2 separate regions of the Pan troglodytes genome follow, and region 2 is linked to region 1. The links are chromatin contacts, called in public HiChIP or PLAC-seq maps. All regions are on one chromosome and are shown on one strand. Each heading gives the region's core, a stretch centred on a gene start, on an enhancer-like site or on the middle of the called end of the contact. The rest is flanking DNA. Distances are from core to core; before and after follow the strand shown. Region 1 holds the start of ADAM33 (ADAM metallopeptidase domain 33). Region 2 holds the start of ADISSP (adipose secreted signaling protein).

Region 1 (3,480 bases), core at 793-3,292:
CTTGCCCACAGCTCCCTCGGGGACTCTGTCCTGGTGGCAGGGTTTTGGTACCCTGGCCCAGAAGGCCCCTCCTCATCTCTTCAAGGGGAGGGGACGCTTCCGGACGGAGCCTTGGTGCTCCCTGGCCGGGTGTGCCTAAGGGGGCTCTAGGAGGAATCCCAGAGCCAAGCATTACTCAGAGGGCGCCTGGAATGTTCCCCTGGAATGCTCCCAGCCCTCCACTGGCCCCAACCACTCTCACAGGCCCGCCCTGCAGGAGCCAGGCCCCAGGCACCCAGAGCCTGCAGCAACCCTCCTTCCCCCGGTACCCAGTCCCAGCTCTCAGAACAGACAGCCTCCCCCCTCCACGCAGCCCTGGCCTCAGTCCTGCTGGGCTGATGGCTGCCTGTGGAAGTGACTCAGCTCCTGCTAGGCCACCCCAACTCCTTTTTTCTCCTCCACCTTCTCTCTCAGACTACAAACATCAAAGACCCTTCCTCCAAGAAGCCCTCCTTGATTGGATGAGTGAATTGCCATCAGGCAGATGAGGGCTGAGAGGAGTCTGCCACCTTGGAAAGGAGGCTAGAGGGGCCAGTGCAGGGAGGGCTCTGAGTGGATGTGGGGGAGGGGAAGGAGGGGAGGTCTCTCAGCCCAGAGAGCACTTAACTGAGAGTAGAGAACCAAGCTTCGCTGCTCCTAGGCCTCTAAGGGTTTGGGGAAGAGGTAGGGTGGGCCCGGGCACAGGTGTGGTGTGGGTGCAGTGTGGTGTGTGGGTGCTCTCCGCATGGCCTTGCACGCACGTGCTGGCCACGGGCACCCTGACCCCAATGAGGGAGAGAGGGGCAGAGCTGGAGCTGGAGCTGGAGCTCTGGTGACCGGGTGGATGGGAGTGGAACCCGAGGGAGCCAGGCTGGTATTGGGCACATAGACGCCCCTCTCCCAGGGGTCCCATCACCTCCCCTGGCCCCAGGATAGGGCTCAGAGGGGAGGGAGCAGTGGACCGCCTGGGGCCAGAACAGACCAGGCCCCTGTACCTGTTTGGTCCCCACACAGTGCTGTGGAAGCCACCGCCCAGTCTGCATAGCCCAGCCCAGCCCCGCATGCCTCCTCCCTGGTTGCCCTCCCTGTTCCCGGCCAGGCACTTGCTGTGCAGGACTGGCTAATCCTCCCACCCGCTTGCAGAGGTTGTTCCAGCCCCATCTTAACATCTTTGTTTGGAGGGGTTACCCCGAGGAGACAGCTGCAGTCTTCCCAGAGCACTGCTAAACAGACACCTTCTATCTGGAGAGGCCCTTCTCTATCTCACCAAACAAGGCAACAATATAAACAACATACACACTGCCCTGCCGCCCTGGGAGGAGGGACGAGGGGTGAGCAGGGTGGAGGCCACAGCTAGTTCTGCAGCCTGAGAGCAAAGCAGGGACTCTGGGGAACTCTTGGGCATGGAGGCTTCCGAGAGGATGGAGCCCCGCTGAGTCCTAAGGGGTGGAGGTGCAGGAGCGGGTCACACGGTGGCCTGCGGATGGAAGCTGGTTGTGCGAGCGAGAATCCAGGCAGAGGGGGCTACGGCTACGGGCTGGGGGCTGGGCTGCCCCCGAGGGGGAGGGAGCCATGCCCTCTGCTTTGCCAGCGGAGTGGCAGCCGGGCAGTGTGGGCAAGTCCGGGCCCGAGGCCAGCCCAAGCACACTTGAGCGTCCCTGGGCAGGTCCCACGGAGACCCCCCCAAACAGTCCCCACGCCCTGACCTACTGGCCGTATGGTGCCGGGGCCGTGAGACCCTCCGCGCGCTGACCCGAGCTCTGAGCAGAACCCATCCCCGCCACCACCACCTGGCCTAGCCTGCCCCTCAGGGCGCACCCCGCCCGCGTCCTCACCTTGAAGCACCCCGGCGCTTGGCACTGGCCAGAGCAGCAGCAGTAGTAGCAGCAGCAGCAACGGGGTCCCCCGAGCTCTCCGGGGCCTCCAGCCCATAGCTGTGAGCTCCTCGGCCTCTAGGCAGCGGCTCGCAACTCCGGCTCCGCCCAGGCTGGATGGCGGCCGACCCACGCCCCGTGCAGCCCCAGGCCGCCGCCTTCGGACCTTCCCGCCCCCACCTCCCACCGCCCGCCCTCGCTCCCGCCCCCCCTCCCCGCCAACCCCGCTCGGAGCCTGGCCAGGGGCCCCGACGGCGCGCGCCACGGGGGAGCCGGGTCGCCACTCCCGGACCGCCGCCCCTCGAGGGGGTGGAGCTGGGCGGAGGAGGGAATCCGTGCGGCCCCTCGGACGACCGGCCCGAGCCGTCCCTCCCCGTCGGTCTCAGAGGGCCTCTACTCCTGAGAGGAGGAGAGAACCGCTGGGAAGGTTCTTGGAGGACCGCGGCGTGGTGGGATGAGGCGGTGGGCAAAGGCCGCCTCTCGCTGCTGAAGTTGGCCCCAGGAGCGCGATCTTCCGTGGTCTCCTGGGGCCAATCTCTGTCCCCTCCTTGCTACCCGTCCTGCCCCGAGGGTACCCTGGCGGAGGTTGAGTCGGGTCATCCACCTGCACTGGGTGCCCCCAAGGATAGGAAGGTTCAGGCAACCGGCTGCCGCTGTCTTGGGGGCTTCATTGCTGGGCAAAGGGGATGCAGCAGACGGAGACAACCTTTCTTCCCTGGCGGCGGCCAGAGGGCAGAATTGTATAAAAGCTGCAGACTCCCAGACCTGGGAGACCCTTTCGGCCTCAGTAACATCTGTTTCATGTTTTAAAGTTTTGTTTTCCTACTCGGTGCAAATTTGGATGAGATGTTAACTTTTTTTTTTTTTTTTTTTTGAGATGGAGTCTCCCTCTGTCGCCAGGCTGGAGTGCAGTGGCACGATCTCGGCTCACTGCAACCTCCGACTCCCTGGTTCAAGCGATTCTCCTGCCTCAGCCTCCCGAGTAGCTGGGATTACAGGCACGCGCTACCACCCCCAGCTAACTTTTGTATTTTTAGCAGAGACGAGGTTTCACCATTTTGGCCAGGATGGTCTCAATCTCCTGATCTCGTGATCCACCCGCCTCGGCCTCTCAAAACGCTGGGATTACAGGCGTGAGCCACCGCGCCCGGCCGGAGATGTTAACTTTTAAGCAAATCTTTTTTTTTTTTTTTTTTTTTTTTTTTTTTTTTGAGACAGAGTTTCTCTCTTGTTACCCAGACTGGAGTGCAATGGCATGATCTGGGCTCACTGCAACCTCTGCCTCCCAGATTCAAGTGATTCTTCTGCCTCAGCCTCCCGAGTAGCTGGGATTACAGGCATTCGCCACCACGCCCGGCTAATTTTGTATTTTTAGTAGAGATGAGGTTTCTCCATGTTGGTCAGGCTGGTCTCGAACTCCCGACCTCAGGTGATCTGCCCGCCTCGGCCTCCCAAAGCGCTGGAATTACAGGCATGAGACACTGCACCCAGCCTACTTTTAAGTAAATCTATTTGTTTTTGAGAATTTGGAATGTAGTAATTTGGTTAGTGAAAGTTCGAGCAGTGAGAGAAACCTACATTCACATAT
Region 2 (3,245 bases), core at 329-2,828, 90 kb after region 1:
GACATCCCCCCCATCCAATCCATCCTGAGCTGCGAGGCGGCGGCTCTGTCCCTCGGAGATAATCCTGTGCACTCCCCACCTTCACTCACCTCGGCTGACGCAGGAGTCTCCGGAGCCCGCACTCCCAGACATCACTGCCCTCCTTCCTGAGGGTGCTGAGGCTCGGAGGCTCAGAGATGCTACTGGTCCAAGGTCATGCAGCGAGGCAGCGGCAATGAACAGGGTCGTGGGGAGGAGGGGGCGCTGACCCCATTACGCCCCCGCCCTCACTACCGCACTCATGCCCCCGGACAATCGCTTCGCGGAAAACACCCCAGCTGCACCAGCTAACGGTCACTGCGCCCCGGGAACCTGACATCACTCTAGTTCAGGTGCTGGGGAGTCCTCCAGGCCCGGCCCCGACAGCGGAGCCCCCCACCCCAGCCCTGCCATCACGGCCGCTGGGGTCCCAGACACTCACTACTCAGGACAGGGCCGGGACCGGGAGGGGACCTCGGCGAACGGGAAGGAACCGGGAGGCAGGGAGCAGAGGGGTGGCCTCACCTTGCGGGGTGCACCCCGGGGCCGGGGAGGGCAGGGACGACCGCTGCAGCGGCGGCGGCTGCAGGAGCTCAACGCCGAGCACGAGGAAGGGAGCCCCGCGCCGCGGCCGCCCTCCCGTCGGCACGCCCCCGCCTCCGCCCATTGGTTGATCTGGGAGGGTGGGGCGAGGGACGCTCCGGACCAATGAGCGGGCTCCAAAGAACGGCCAACTGGCGAGGGCCGCCTACGTCACGTGCCAGGGTCGCCGAGGCAGCGCCCTGCTAGTCCGCGCCTGCCGGGCGAGCTCTCGCGAGGAAGACGTGCAGACGGCCCAACTAGGCCAGGGGCCAGAACCGGCCACTCGAAGAGGGAGAAGGAGGGCCTCGGATAGGCCCCGCCCCCGCACCTTCTTCCCCCTGGGGGATAGCGCCTCTAGCCTTGAACCTTGCTTAGGACGCACCTCCCTTGGGCCCTTCGCTCTCGGGAGGGCTGTCGGGCGCGTCTCGGGGCTGGGTGGAGCTCCCGAAGGTGGCCTTTCTCCCTGGGCTTCCACGCCGGCTTCGGCCATCGATACGGGCCGTGTTGGTCTCGTTCAGGAGCTGAGGAACCCTCCATCACTCCTGTTTCGACCCCAGGGTTTGGACCTCTTCCCCTTCCACCCCATCCCCTGTCTCGAAAGAAGCAACCCCCGTGCGGGCCCGAGACGCGTCCCGGGTGCCTGGCCCGGCCTGGAGAAGCATCAGAACAAAGAAGGCACGCGGGCTGGGGGCTGGGAGAGCCTGTGACGCGCCCCCGGGGACCGCAGCCTCTGCTCCCGGTCTCCATGGAGGCGGTCGCCATGGCAGCGAGATGCGCCTCGCTCAGCACCGCGGGGTGGGATGTGGGCGCCTGCAGTGAGCCAAGGAGCGAGAGGCGTGGCCCTCCGGTCTGCGGGGGTTCTTGCCGGTGCTCTCCGCCCGCCGGTTCGCGAACACCCCACCTATACTTCGCCCGTGGGGACGGATTCCCCAAAGTGCCCTCAGTAAGCCGCCGGAGCACGCAGCGCCTTGCTTCCAACGGAACTAGAGAGACGGCCTGGGCGGCTGAAGGCCAGCCTCCCTTCAGCAGGGCCGGGGGCGCTGCCTTAAAGGAGCCCTCAAGTCTGCCACCCTGTGGCCCATAACCTGTCTGCTGATCTCCAGTCTGCACACTGTTGGCAAATTAATCTTTCTGAGCTCTTGTTTTCATCGCGTCCCTCTCCTGCTCCAAAGCCCTCTGGGACTGCCTCCAGTGGCGCTTCACAGACTTCAGCAGCACTTTGGGTGATTCATGTGCCCTCGCGTTTGAGAGACAGCGCTTACATTGAGAGCTTTTCACATTCTGATCTCAGCCCATCCACTCCTGCCCACTCTACCCACTCCCACCACACTACCTTTAGACCTTGTCTTGAAAGTCTAAAGTTGGCAGACGGTGGGCCCAAAGTGGCCCGTAGGTGTATTTTGTTTAGCTCACATGGGGCTTTTAAAAAGAAGTCCTTCCCCCTCCTGCCTCCTCCGCCTCTTTCTGGAATCAGGAATCTGGTTTCGTGGCTTCTTTTGAAATATCAGAAGATCTGACAACATGGGCTCACTTTCCAGCCTGGCATTACAAGCCCCTTTAAGAGCACATAAATTTACCGTAGTCCCCGCCAATCCCTGTTTCTCACGGTTAGTTACCTTCTGGGTCTGTGCAGACATTTGTGATCCCCTCCCCCTCATTATCCCACCTTCCAACCTGGAAGGCCCTCCCCCCTCTCTTCTCATAGCCAAAATTCAAGCCCTCTTCAACCAAGATAAGTTTTGCCTATTTATTTATTTATTTATTTTTGAGACAGAGTCTCACTCTGTCGCCCAGGCTTGAGTTCAGTGGTGCCATCTCGGCTGACTGCAGCCTCCACCCCCTCCCCCGCCGGGTTCAAGCCATTGTCCTGCCTCAGCCTCCCAAGTAGCTGGGATTCTAGGTGCGCGCCACCACACCCAGGGCTAATTTTTGTATTTTTAGTGGAGACAGGGTTTCACCATGTTGGTCAGGTGGGTCTCGAACTCCTAGCCTCAAGTGATCCGCCTGCCTCAGCCTCCCAAAGTGCTGGGATTACAGGCATGAGCCACCGCGCCTGGCCCAAGCCTGCCTTTTTCAAAAGTCTTTCTAGCCAACTTCTCAAAACCGTCTCTGGTGTGGGCTCTCTCAAACACAAACTGGCTGCTAACTGCACAGCCCGGGGTTATTTCCGAATTGTCAACTCCTTTCAGCAAACATTTACTGAATGTATCTGATGAGTAAGTTATTGTGCTAGGCTCTGTGGAGTGGAAGGCACTCACAGTTTAGTGTAGGAGGGACACCACACACAAAGAACTGTGGTCTCCTGTCCTTGCCAAATGTTCCTCACACTCCCAGGCATCGGGCAGTCTGGCCCACTGGGAGGAGCTGAAATACAGAGCTGCCCATGCCTAGGGATACTACATGCTCTCAGGGAAGGCCAAAGATGGTTCTGGAAAGCCTCCAGGAGAAAATTAGACTCTTTGTGTCAGGAGGAAGTCAGGGCAGGAGTTACCTGGCTGCCCCATCACTGCCCAATGTGTCTGTGTTACCACACGAGTAGTGCCCAGGCTCTGGGGCTTCCTGTGCGGAGGGCCTTACCAAAGTTAGATGGCTCTGCAAGGGAAACCACAGGCCCCTACCAGGCCCCCTGGAGACAGAGGCAGGAC

The links. HiChIP or PLAC-seq counts read pairs in DNA pulled down with a chosen protein or histone mark.
Region 2: an H3K4me3 HiChIP or PLAC-seq map of stem cell-derived excitatory neurons shows a contact between it and region 1, with 5 times the contacts expected there. The contact joins the promoter of ADISSP here to the promoter of ADAM33 in region 1. A contact is called at or near these places in 1 of 7 Hi-C or Micro-C datasets (blood) and 1 of 1 datasets of contacts at active chromatin or transcription factors (stem cell-derived excitatory neurons).

What each region holds. Positions count from the first base shown.
Region 1 is chr21:10,287,903-10,291,382 of NHGRI_mPanTro3-v2.0_pri, forward strand. It overlaps ADAM33 (ADAM metallopeptidase domain 33), which reads right to left and starts at 2,043. Exons shown (of 20, transcript XM_016937367.4): 1 at 1,854-2,043. The coding sequence starts at 1,950.
Region 2 is chr21:10,378,397-10,381,641 of NHGRI_mPanTro3-v2.0_pri, forward strand. It overlaps ADISSP (adipose secreted signaling protein), which reads right to left and starts at 1,579. Exons shown (of 7, transcript XM_054674848.2): 1 at 90-1,579.